4 separate regions of the Mus musculus genome follow, and all the other regions are linked to region 4. A link is a contact called in public HiChIP or PLAC-seq and promoter capture Hi-C data. All regions are on one chromosome and are shown on one strand. The core of a region is the stretch at or near the end of the contact, and the rest is flanking DNA. Distances in the headings are between cores, read along the strand shown.

Evidence for each region. Promoter capture Hi-C pulls out the DNA fragments that hold promoters and counts their contacts. HiChIP or PLAC-seq counts read pairs in DNA pulled down with a chosen protein or histone mark.
Region 1: a contact with region 4 is called in a promoter capture Hi-C map of hippocampal neurons, with 8 times the contacts expected there. The contact joins two enhancer-like sites. A contact is called at or near these places in 1 of 39 promoter capture datasets (hippocampal neurons) and 5 of 484 Hi-C or Micro-C datasets (the HL-1 cell line, the N1E-115 cell line, embryonic fibroblasts and 2 more).
Region 2: a contact with region 4 is called in an H3K27ac HiChIP or PLAC-seq map of heart atrium, with 6 times the contacts expected there. The contact joins two enhancer-like sites. A contact is called at or near these places in 19 of 484 Hi-C or Micro-C datasets (the C2C12 cell line, the N1E-115 cell line, cerebellum and 8 more) and 5 of 115 datasets of contacts at active chromatin or transcription factors (astrocytes, embryonic basal ganglia, embryonic forebrain and 2 more).
Region 3: an H3K27ac HiChIP or PLAC-seq map of heart atrium shows a contact between it and region 4, with 7 times the contacts expected there. The contact joins two enhancer-like sites. A contact is called at or near these places in 2 of 484 Hi-C or Micro-C datasets (the HL-1 cell line and neural progenitor cells) and 3 of 115 datasets of contacts at active chromatin or transcription factors (astrocytes, embryonic basal ganglia and heart atrium).

The regions. Positions count from the first base shown.
Region 1 is chr4:81,250,813-81,253,749 of GRCm38.p6, reverse strand. No RefSeq gene overlaps it. Among named protein-coding and RNA genes, the nearest start is that of Gm25803, 86 kb to the left of the region's middle. Within about 2 kb of position 1,254, at least 17 of the 459 cell types and tissues checked have an H3K27ac peak or open chromatin away from gene starts, as enhancers often do. A contact at or near this core is called in hippocampal neurons, where this site is marked.
Region 2 is chr4:81,955,713-81,958,421 of GRCm38.p6, reverse strand. No RefSeq gene overlaps it. Among named protein-coding and RNA genes, the nearest start is that of Gm46886, 23 kb to the right of the region's middle. Within about 2 kb of position 1,326, at least 9 of the 459 cell types and tissues checked have an H3K27ac peak or open chromatin away from gene starts, as enhancers often do. A contact at or near this core is called in heart atrium, where this site is marked.
Region 3 is chr4:81,998,530-82,001,229 of GRCm38.p6, reverse strand. No RefSeq gene overlaps it. Among named protein-coding and RNA genes, the nearest start is that of Gm5860, 66 kb to the left of the region's middle. Within about 2 kb of position 1,334, at least 42 of the 459 cell types and tissues checked have an H3K27ac peak or open chromatin away from gene starts, as enhancers often do. A contact at or near this core is called in heart atrium, where this site is marked.
Region 4 is chr4:81,562,331-81,565,030 of GRCm38.p6, reverse strand. No RefSeq gene overlaps it. Among named protein-coding and RNA genes, the nearest start is that of Mpdz, 120 kb to the right of the region's middle. Within about 2 kb of position 1,315, at least 31 of the 459 cell types and tissues checked have an H3K27ac peak or open chromatin away from gene starts, as enhancers often do. A contact at or near this core is called in heart atrium and hippocampal neurons, where this site is marked.

The DNA of each region.
Region 1 (2,937 bases), core at 5-2,504, 310 kb after region 4:
TCTTTATTGTCAAATTTCACTAAACACTGGCCATGCACTATAATGTGAATATGCTAATATTCCAAGCTAAATGATTGTCATGTCTGAACATTCTTCACTGTCAATAAGATTAAACAGTCAGGCGGAACACTGTGGCACCTGACCTGCTATCCCAACACTAAGGAGGCTGAGTAAGGAGGATCACGAATTTGAGGTGAGCCTGGGCTGCACGACAAAACACTGTCAACAACAACAACAACAACAAAATAAGAAATAATTTAGTTCCCTACTTTTATAAATGAGTTGAGTTTTTTAAATTGTCAACAATATATTGTAAAAGCTACCATTGAAAACTGTTTTCTAGCAAGTGATTTTTTATTTAACTCAAGTGTTTGGAAGTAGGTTTTTCTAAAGGATTAAATAATTTAATATGACCTCACCCTGTTCTAAGTCAAGGGAATTAGCAGCCAAGCATTAAGGGTGCACATTGGAAGCTGGGGTGACCAGGATGAATGAAGAGCAGCTGGGGCTGTCATTAGCATGTGCTTAGCTGCACTCTCCACAATCCAGACATTAGACCCGCCCAGCTTCCAGCCATCAGTGTATACATTTCCACCAGGAGGATCCTGAGATTGCTCAACTTCTACTGTCTTCACAGGGCAGGTCTCCGCAGGTGAGCAGCTTTCCCAGCGATTGTGTGTATGACTCAGAGTTGCTCTAGTGGCTGTGCCCATAGCAGTGTGAGGCAAGTTCCCATAGAATATTGCCACATGATAGTATTGAGACACTTAGAGGGAAAATAAAAGAGACTAAGCCAAAGAGGTATTTTGATGACTGTTGTGTTTAGTATTGATATGCTAACACACACTTGGTTCAATATCTGTGTCATAGTGATTGCAGTATCAGGTTCTGCACTGATTTAAGGTTTGGACAGCTTACACAGCATGCGTGCACTCTCATCACTTAAAGCGTGTGGCACTAGAAAGCAATGCTCTGACTGAATGGACAGCAAAAACATAAAAATAAAAATGGGTGAACTTGAGGCTAGTGCTGGCCACCATTAATGTGTTTATTTATATGGGTGAGCTCATAATGTATGTTTCAAAGGAAACATTAGAAACAGAAAAGTTAGAATTATCTACAGTAAATAAAAATGATAGACAAGAAGCTATTACACCCACATTAAAATATTTGGCTCCCTGGGGACTGTCAGCCTCAGCCAGTGATAGTTTGCACATATACAGTGCAACAGTGACCCCATTAGGCAGAGTTTCTCTTCCTTTTCTACCTTTCCAGGTGGACAAAAGGAAGAGATGCAGGCAATTGGGCAAAATAGGGGTGTTTAGAATGTGCCAAGGAGGGAGGTGAGATTTTAGCATTATCGTCATAGTGCCAATGATATTTAGCAAGTTCTTACTCAATAACATAAATTATTGAATTTGAATAATCAAAATTCCTGAAGGACAAGCCATATCTCTACGGTCCCCGAGGATACCGGCATAAAGTTGTCTTTAATTAAATGTACTTGAAATTCTCTAAAGTAAACCCGGGAGAGAAACTAAAACAAATCCACTGAGGAAGTTGCACTTCTGAGGTCGAACCACTAGAGGGCAGGAGAGCCCTGCTACTTTTGTTTTGCAACAGTCCTCTGGACACTGAGCCCCTCACCACTTGCCCTTGCCTGGTCCCCACCTCATGACTGGTTAAATGGTCTCTGCAGAAAGGGTCTCCAATCTTATTTCTAAAGTACCAGGCCTTTACAGTTCCCCAGGGACTTGTACAGAAGCAGAAAGCAAGTATGTATTTTACAGATTACATTGTTTCTGCTTTTGTGGAACTTTGTTTTTTGCTCTGGAGAAAAAAAAGGATAGAGCCACAGGCTTACAAGGTTTGTCCTTCCTTCCTTCCTTCCTTCCTTCCTTCCTTCCTTCCTTCCTTCCTTCCTTCCTTCCTTCCTTCCTTCCTTCCTTCCTTCCTTCCTCCCTCCCTCCCTCCCTCCCTCCCTCCCTCCCTTCTTTCTTTCTTTCTTTCTTTCTTTCAGAAAAGACCAAATTAGCTAATTTTTTACAAATACCTTCTTTATGAAAATCTAATTTAAAATGGGACAGTTTTAAAGACAATTTTAAAATGTAGCTAATTGTATTCCAAACAAAATATTCCATATAAGAAAACTAAAAGAATATCCACACTAAGTGCCAATGCTCAGAAGCCAGACGTTTTATTAATATTACTACTACTTCACAGAATTTTTAAATTACTTTGAAAGCACATTTTATGGTTTTCTTTTCCCACCCTCTCAATAGAGCTTTCATTCTGATAGGATGAGAGATTTGGTGGATTTTTTCCTGACTTAAGGTGAAGTCGGCTTGAGTGTCGCTTCAGGGCTTTAGTGGAGAGGATTTAAAGAAGCCGTTGTTCTCCTCCTTCGCTGACCTTCAGCCTCCTCTTGGTAAGTTTCATCTCTGGAACAAACAGAAATAAGCTTATCTGGCATCTTTGGCTTGGGACACTTAGAGTTACGCTTCTACAGACATATGAGCCTACTAAGTTTTCTTGCTGTAGAAGAGTATGATTTGAAAAACATTTTTTTTCCTTATAGAGAACATGCACATAAAACTATACTCTAGTCTTAGGCCCTTAGGATCACCAAAATAGTCTTCATTCTGTTTAATGGCAATTTGTATCCATTGAACATGGTAAATTCTGAAAACTAAGGCATGTTATCCCTGTGTGATAAGAGCCAAGGTTCACTAAATTAATAAACATCCAGTATTATTAACACTCCTGGTACCTTCTTAGTTTTTGTTAAAGTCTCCCCTCTTCACAGAAGTGCTTCCTGACACTTTACATTAAGTGGGTTTTAAGCAGAGATGACAGCTAATACTGTACTGTGTCAAACAGTGCCTTCAATTTCTAGCAAAAGTAATGCATTTTTACAAAATCCTTCTTTGTTTTCTC
Region 2 (2,709 bases), core at 77-2,576, 390 kb before region 4:
TAATCGTTGATACTAATATCTATTGCTGCAAAAATGCCACAGTGCCCATGTTAGAGTGCCGTTAAAAGCTCTCAGTACAAAGGGATGCTCTGTTTCGATAAAGAAAGGGTTAAGGGCAGACCTCACAAGGCGGTGTGTGATGCAGAGTCAGCTGGAGCTCTCTCATCATATTGTCCTCAAACTTTCTTGTTCTTTTCTCACTTGTTATTTCTTCCTTTTATTTTACATCTAGCTGGGATTGCTGCGTGTAACTCAAGTTTGCGGTTTGTGGCTCTGAGCTGTCACTGTCCTCTGCAAGTGCATGCCGGTCTTTTCAGAATTCTTTCCCCACCATTCTTCCAGTAGTTCAAGTTCTTTAGAACCAAGATTTGTGCATATTCCAGAGATTATAAAATTTTAACTTTTACACTTGGCTACTGTTGGCTGTCTACATTCCTGGCAGTTTGTGTAGAGCAAGACATGCATTTCTGAGCATTTGACTTTGCAGATAAATGTGAGAAGTGCTCATGGTTCATGAGAGAGATGAACAAGACAATCCAAGATCATCCCCCATGTTCTGTGTTAATTTGCTTATCAAAACAAAACCCTCTGCTTCCTCCTCTTTCTTCTTCTGTAAAACATTTATTTGGAGGGCTTTTATCCTCCCATGTCCCCCACCCCACCTCACCCCCCAACCCCCTCCAAGAAGAAATTTAAGCTCCAATTAGTGCAAGAGAAGGGAGGGAGGTGCAGACTTGGATGCTAAATTGCCTAGAGCCTGCTCTCCCTCAAACAGACCACAAGATTCTCCAGCCCAGTTAATTTCTTCCCATTTAACTAATAGAAGGCTGGGGAGTGACCTTTGCAGGCCAGTGGGTAGGAGCTGAGGAACACTCCCCCCAAATGAGGGGGGGGGATATCTCTGTTTACTACACAGCAGGTTGGCCTCAGCTAATGACATTAATCCCCCTACTGCATTTCATTAGGTGACAGACAAGGAGCCACACTTTGGAAGGAACTGTTTCACCCAGCAGCCAGCTGTGGAGAAGAGCCACTCCAGGACCAGCACCGCCTCTCCTCATTTGCCTTTCGTCTTCTATTATCCCTGACATGTTCACTGAACTACAAGCTGCACATGTTTAAAAATAATTAAATGTACTCCAAACAAATAGGCAATGTTTCCTCAATCGTTGCAGTGAGCTTTCCATGTTTGGACAGATTTTTTTTTCTGTTCATTGGGTTCATCAGGCAGCCCAGTTCTTTACTGTCACTCCTGAAACCTAGCAGATAAATCCCCAGGGCAGGCTGCTGCCCCAGTACCGTCACTTGCTCTGACCTTGGACTATAGTCCTTCCCAGTCTGAAGGTCTCCAATTTGGAGTAATCATGTCTGGACTCCCAGGCTTGCAAATGGAGTCACGGGGCAAATATTTTTAAAAGCAAGATAAACTTGGGATTTAAAATGGAAGTGTTGGGAATACTGAGAAGAGACACTCCAAGCCGATTAACCTTTTGGGACAGTTGCTGATAAATGTGCAGACTTGGGACCCTCCTCACTCTCATCAGTCCTGAACATTTTGCACACTAAACATTGCCAACACGGTGTTCTTTTCTTTTTAAAAGTAGTGTTTTCCCATTAGAAGATGAAGAAAAGGGGGAAAGAAGGCACAGCTTGTAATGTTCCATAAAGCATAACACATTAAAATACACAGATAGTGGTCTAAATAGATGACTCAGTAGTTAAGGACTCATTTTAGAGGGCCTGGGTGTTGTTCCTAGTACCCACATAGGGTGACTCACAGCCACCTGTATCCTCAGATGCAGGGATCTGACACCCTCTTGTGGCTTCCTTGGGTACCTACCTTCATATGCATGCACACATAATTAAAAATAAAATAGAAACTATACACACAGAAAGCTAGTCAACGAGAAAAGAGACTCTCTGTGCTCACACAGCACGGAGTCCGCTTTGAGAAAAAAATGAAACTAGCCGGGTGGTGGTGGCACATTCTATGAATCCCAGCACTCAGGGAGCAGAGGCAGGCAGATTTCTATGAGTTCGAGGCCAGCCTGGTGTATAGAGAGAGACTGCCAGGGCTACACAGAAAAATTCTGTCTTGAAAAAAAAAAACACACAAAGAAAAACAAAAGATAGCAAACAACAATAACAAAACAAACAAAAAAAATGAAAACAAAATTCTTTTTGTAGCTGAGCAAAATTCCCCTTATAAAAACAATAAATACACTGAGGAGCCAACAATGTTCTCAGCAATAGTTCTTCAGTAACTGATTGAGAGACAGGGACATTTCTCTGTTTCTCACTATAGTCTCACTGCATCTTGCAAAAGTATAGCTCCTCCCTTTGAATAACTCTAGTTAAAGCGTGTGCGTATAGACAGCTTTGTACTATAAGGAGGTGAAGAGAATGGAGGAATAGAAGGTGTCGGTGTAATTAGGGTCCCTAAAATACTGCTGTGGTTTAGCTTGATACAAGAACAACTTTAAGTAAAACCATAAGAATGAATGCTGTTTGGTTTCTTCAAGCAATATGCTCAAGTGTGATTTGAATCAATACTGACAGCAGTTAATGTGCAGAGACATTCATTTATCCATTGACTGCTTTTATACTGAGTGGTGCCCAAAGTAGGCTTGATGCCTTGTGAATTTTTTTTTAAAGATTTATTTATTTATTATATGTAAGTACACTGTAGCTGTCTTCAGACACTCCAGA
Region 3 (2,700 bases), core at 85-2,584, 440 kb before region 4:
GCTCCAATCATGTGGAATCTATTTTGGACCCGTCATGTCATACTTGAACTCTAAAATATGTCTATCGGTGAAAGGTTCTGTTTATCTTTCTCTACTCAGACTCACACAGAAAATGGAGTTCAGTCCACACACCAGTGGGCTTTTGTTCCACTCCGAAAGCCTCCCTGATCCTCTGCAACAGTAACAGAAACAGCAGCCTCAGATCCTGTCATGGCGGCTAGTTTTTCTTTGGTATCTATCACGTGCTTGCTCTTCAATTCTGCCTTCTTTGCAAATGTCCCACTGGGGCAATGGGGACTTCAGTTTACACAGATTTGCTTCTGCTTCGCAGGTAGCAAGCAGCAAGCTCAGTCTTTTGCAGGGCACAGCTGAGACCGCCTCCACGGTGGAGCGGTTCTTGCAAAGCCTGCGTGTTCTGCCAAGGGCAACGCTTCACGGTCAGGGAAGCAAGCAAGCAAGATGGAAAGAAAGACAGCTAGGCTTGGGCCTCAGCGTGAAGAACTAATCCAATCTGCTAAAAGCAGATAGTGAAGACTGGCCCAGGAGGCCACCCCACCCACTAGCAGAGGACTGATTCTCCGTTTCACTAGGAAGATGGCCATACAGCTGTGCTCTGGCCTCTGATGTGTTTTCTTTTTGCCTACTGAACCTACAAAGAGGACAGCCATGTGCATTTAGTTTCTTGAAGTTGTAAAGAAAGCTTTCTGATCGGCTGCTTCTTTTGGGTCAATCTCTGTTTCTGTCTCTGTCTCTCTCTGTCTGTCTCTGTCCCTCTCTCTCTGTGTCTCTTTCTCTCCCCACCTTTCCCTCTCTCTCCCTCTCACCACCACACACACACACCACTAAAAAGTCAAGACTTCAGTGCAGACTTACGGGCTGCTCCAATTTGTGATTTGAGTTTGACAGTATCTTCCCTTTCTGGCCTCGGTGTTTTCTTCTTGGTGGAGCAAAAAAGAAAAGGAGATGGATTCATAAAATAACTGGGGAGGAGGCATTGCTTTGGCCATGGAAGGAAGGCCTCTGAATCTTTTAACTGTGATGCATTTGAAAGAAGACCCTGTAGGCCACGTGGTCTGAATGACATGAAATGTGTTGGAAATGACTGAGCATCAGCATTAGCTAGAGACTCCTGAGCACATGAGCTTACACTTCCATAATGGGGACAGGCTCTCTCTGGGTCCATGTGTTGAAGAGGTGGCTGTAATTTGTTAGTGACTGTGGCTAAAATGCAAACATTTTCCAGTCACATTCGCAGGAATCTGAAGCTAACCACAGTCTCGGGCACAGCCGTGAGGAAACGCGTCCCAGCTGCACTGCTGCACTTGGCGACCCTGCTGGGAAGCCATTCACAAAGCTGCCAGTCTCCCTCGCTGGACCAGTGCCACTGGAAACAGAAGTGCAACTTTATCACTTGACTTCAAGGCGTGGGTTTCCAGCGGCATATGGAGGCAAGGCAGGCACAGACCAGCTGTGGAAGAAGCTCCCCTTTCAGGGTGTGGCAGTGGATATGGGGTGCCCCCTCCATGCCTGAGGGAGAAGGCTCAAAAGTCTGAACAGTGGAATTCTTTTCTTAAGGAAGAGCAGGAGGAGCAGGGAGGGGAGCAGGAGGAGAAGGAGAAAGAAGGAGAAGAAGAAGAAGGAGAAGATGAAGAAGGAGAAGATGAAGAAGGAGAAGAAGAAAGGAGAAGAAGAAAGAAGGAGAAGGAAGAAGATGAGGAGGAGGAAGAGGAGGAAGGAAAACAGCAGCTAATTTCTCCACGAACTGTAAAACAGATGAGAACTCAAGGCTTCTTGTGTGCCCCTGAGAAACAAAGTTCAAATAACCATTGTACAGCCCAGCATCGCCAAGCCATCTGCACCACAGCAGTAACCCATCTCAGGATGTTCTGAATTGTTCTTGCAACTGCACACAGAAGCACTCCAGACTACTGTGGTTAATGGTGCCGAAAGCAGCACTGGAGTGAAATCAGAGGTGTGCTATGAACAGTGATTTCCACTTGAGCTGTTTAGTTGGGAAGAAATTGCAGCCTTGGGTGGTCATGACTAAGTATTGTGCTTGGCCCAACTCACAGAGAGTCTGGAGGCCCAAGACCCTTGGGTACTCAACATTAACAAAGGTCCAAGAAGGAAGTTTCTTAAAAGCTGTTAACGAATTATAATAGAAAAACAAGACTACAGCAGCCATTGGGCTATGTGTAAGAACTAATCCCTGTTGGGGATAGACTCCTTTAGAAACCCCAACCAATCAGAGAAACGTGGCCAGATGACTGCCACTTTTCGCCTAGGACAGCTGCTGAAATTCTTACACATACGCATAGATTTTCATATGACTTTTGTTTATAAATATAAGAAATGGTTCAATAAAATAATTTAAAAGCATTAAGGCTACACAGGTGCATACACACACACACACAAATACAGTGTACACACAAGTATACATACATATTTATATAGGAAATGCAGTCCTCTTAATTCTTTAAGTGTGTCTAGGAGAGTGGAAAGAAAAATCAAATTTGGTCATTGTGATACTCTTAATATGGGATATAGAGAGAGGTGATTGGATAAAGCACTTGCTTTGCGAGTATAAAGACAGAGTTTGAATTCCTAGAACCTATTGAAATTCTGACTAGTCCCTGAAGTTTGTCTGTAATTCCAGGATACGGAAGGTAGAAGCAGGGGATCTTGGGGCAAACTGCTAGT
Region 4 (2,700 bases), core at 66-2,565:
GTGTCAAATGTACCTAGAATCTTAACTGCAAAACATATTTACTCCTGGATTAACTATAATAAATTTTACCTTAAACCTAGCAAATAGAATGTTTCTTTTGAAAAACTTAAAAAGTAGGGCTCTAAGGCTAATGTCTCTTTTGCCTTCTTTTCTCCCCCTTTTTCTTGAAAACCACAGGAAGCTGCCTTCTTCCCCGACTTGCAATCAGTCTCCAAAATGTTGAATCATTGCCTGGATGCATGAACTCAACTGTGTGCAGCTTTAATGTATAGCAGCCAACATTTCTATACATAAGTACTCTCAAAGGGGCTCAGAGGAGAACTAGAGACCTTTGGTTCTGTGGGTTTAATGGGAATGGAAAATCTCCACGTTTACACATCTATTCTCACATATTAATATCATTACATTTAAACGGAGGTTTGATTTCAAACATTGAATTAATTAAGAAGGGAACATCTACGGTATTAGAAAGCCAAATCAAATGCCAACAGCGCCCTCTACTGACTTCTAAAAGAAAACTTTTTTTTTTTTTTTGTCTAGCAACAGAAAGAAAATTTCTGTTTATTTACTTAGCGAAGCACCCAGACACCAAATTAAATGTCTTAGAAAATACCAAATCCCTTGGTAAACCTGAAGGAAAAATGCGAAGAATTTTATAAATAGAAATCAGCAGTCATGTGGATGCTCCACTACCAATAAAAATTTCCTGTTCCACTAACAAATTGTGAACCATTTCCTAGCCTGGGAGCCTTTATTACAGTCAGGGCAAAAGCTAAAAAACAATTAGGGTTGGGTTAACATTCGCATTTACTACCACCAGGCACAAATATGAAACTTGGATTCCGAAAACTGAGAAGTCTTAATGGAAGTTTCAGATTCTTACATTATACTTCCATGCTTCTTGCTGTGTTAAAAAAAAAAAAAAAAATCCAAGCTCTTTCTTTATGGTTATTTCTTTTAGGAACCATAGATCATTTCTAATTCTCACACAACTTTGAGGCAAAGATACACTGGGTTCTTTTACTAAGTGCTAACATTTGCTGCAATGGGTATTTTAATTAAGGCAATCAAAGAACTGAAAAATAAAATAAAAAATATGTTCCTGCCAAAGCCCTTGCTCCAGACTTCGTGGAGACTGCCACGGTCTACACCTGCAATGAATCTCATTGGTCTCACTCCGTGAGTGCTGCCGCTGCCTTAAATCCCCCCACGCACTGCAGCGTTGGCCACATTTTTATGCAGCCTGGCTCCCTGCTCTGAAGCAGAACTCCTGAACAGCACATTCTGATGTTCTCCAGTCTCACTCACTTCACCAAGTGAGACCTGACAAGCTTTACACGAGAGGCGGGTGTGAGAGAGTCAGGAATGTTGGTGTGAAGGCACCAGAAGGCAAAGCAAGCGTTTCCTACTGACAGAGGAAGGAGCAGAGTGGCCTGAGCTTGCTGCGTGGATGCTCTGGCTCCACTGCACAGGCTTTCCCCGACGACCCTCCCTCACCTCCACCAGTCTGTGGTGGGAGGGTTGCCATAAATTTCTAGTAAATTGTAGGCTGCTAAATTAGAAGCGTTCTTCAACTCTCACCTCCTCCCATCAACTCCTCGCCTTTATAACTGTATTCTCTCACTCTGGCACGCGCACACGTGTGTGCATATACATACATACATACATACATACATACATACATACACACACAGACAGAGAGAGAGAGAGAGAGAGAGAGAGAGAGAGAGAGAGAGAGAGAGAGAGAGATGCTACCTTTATCATCCAGAAAGAAACATTTCTGTTAAATCGCCACCCTTCGTATTAAACTTTCTGTTGTAATTTAGGAAACCACAGTGGTTTCCTAAAGCATTCCTAACTGTGTCAAAGCTTCAGAGAATCTTTTTTCCTACGGCAGGTTCTTCCCCCACCCCATTCAAGGGTCTTCTCTGCTGTTTCTAAACTGTGTGACCTAAGGTAGGACACTCAAACTTGTTAATCTCGGATTACTTCTTTCATGGAAAGAGGATGGTAACAGCATTCTACTTAATCTATGGGGTTTACTGAGATTCTCATGAGATAAAGTTTACAATATACTCTAATAGGATGTCTGGTACATAAGAAACAACCCTTACTATTTCTGCATACATAATGAACAAGAAAAACGTCTCAGGTGAATGAACCAATGTACTACTGAACCTGTGTGTGGCGTGACACTGTCCTTCCGTGGGTTTCTAAAGGCAACTGCCTCTGGACAAAATGTGCAGGGAGGGCAGCAGCTCAAATCTCAGATTCAGAAGTGGGTAAATTTCCTTCTAGCCTTGTCTGGGAGACATCTCTGCCTGCTCATGGCTTTGAATCAGTTAAACTCTTTTAGCTTTGTGGCGCTACCCTACAAAGGGAGGGCATTGTCTAGTTCACACTGCTAAGTTAAGACTATGTGGCCACAGGTCTTGGTGAATGAACCCCTTCCGCAGGAGCTTCTCTTTCCCTTTCTCCCTCTCTCCCTCCCTCCCTCCCTCTCTCTGTCTCTCTGTCTCTGTCTCTGTCTCTGTCTTTCTGTCTCTGTCTCTCTCTCTCTGTCTCTCTGTCTCTCTCTGTCTCTCTCTCTCTGTCTCTCTCTCTGTCTCTCTCTCTCTCTCTCTCTCTCTCTCTCTCTCTCTCTCTCTCTCTCTCTCTCTCTCTCTCTCTCTGCTTTCTCCTGCCAGATAGACCCCTTAG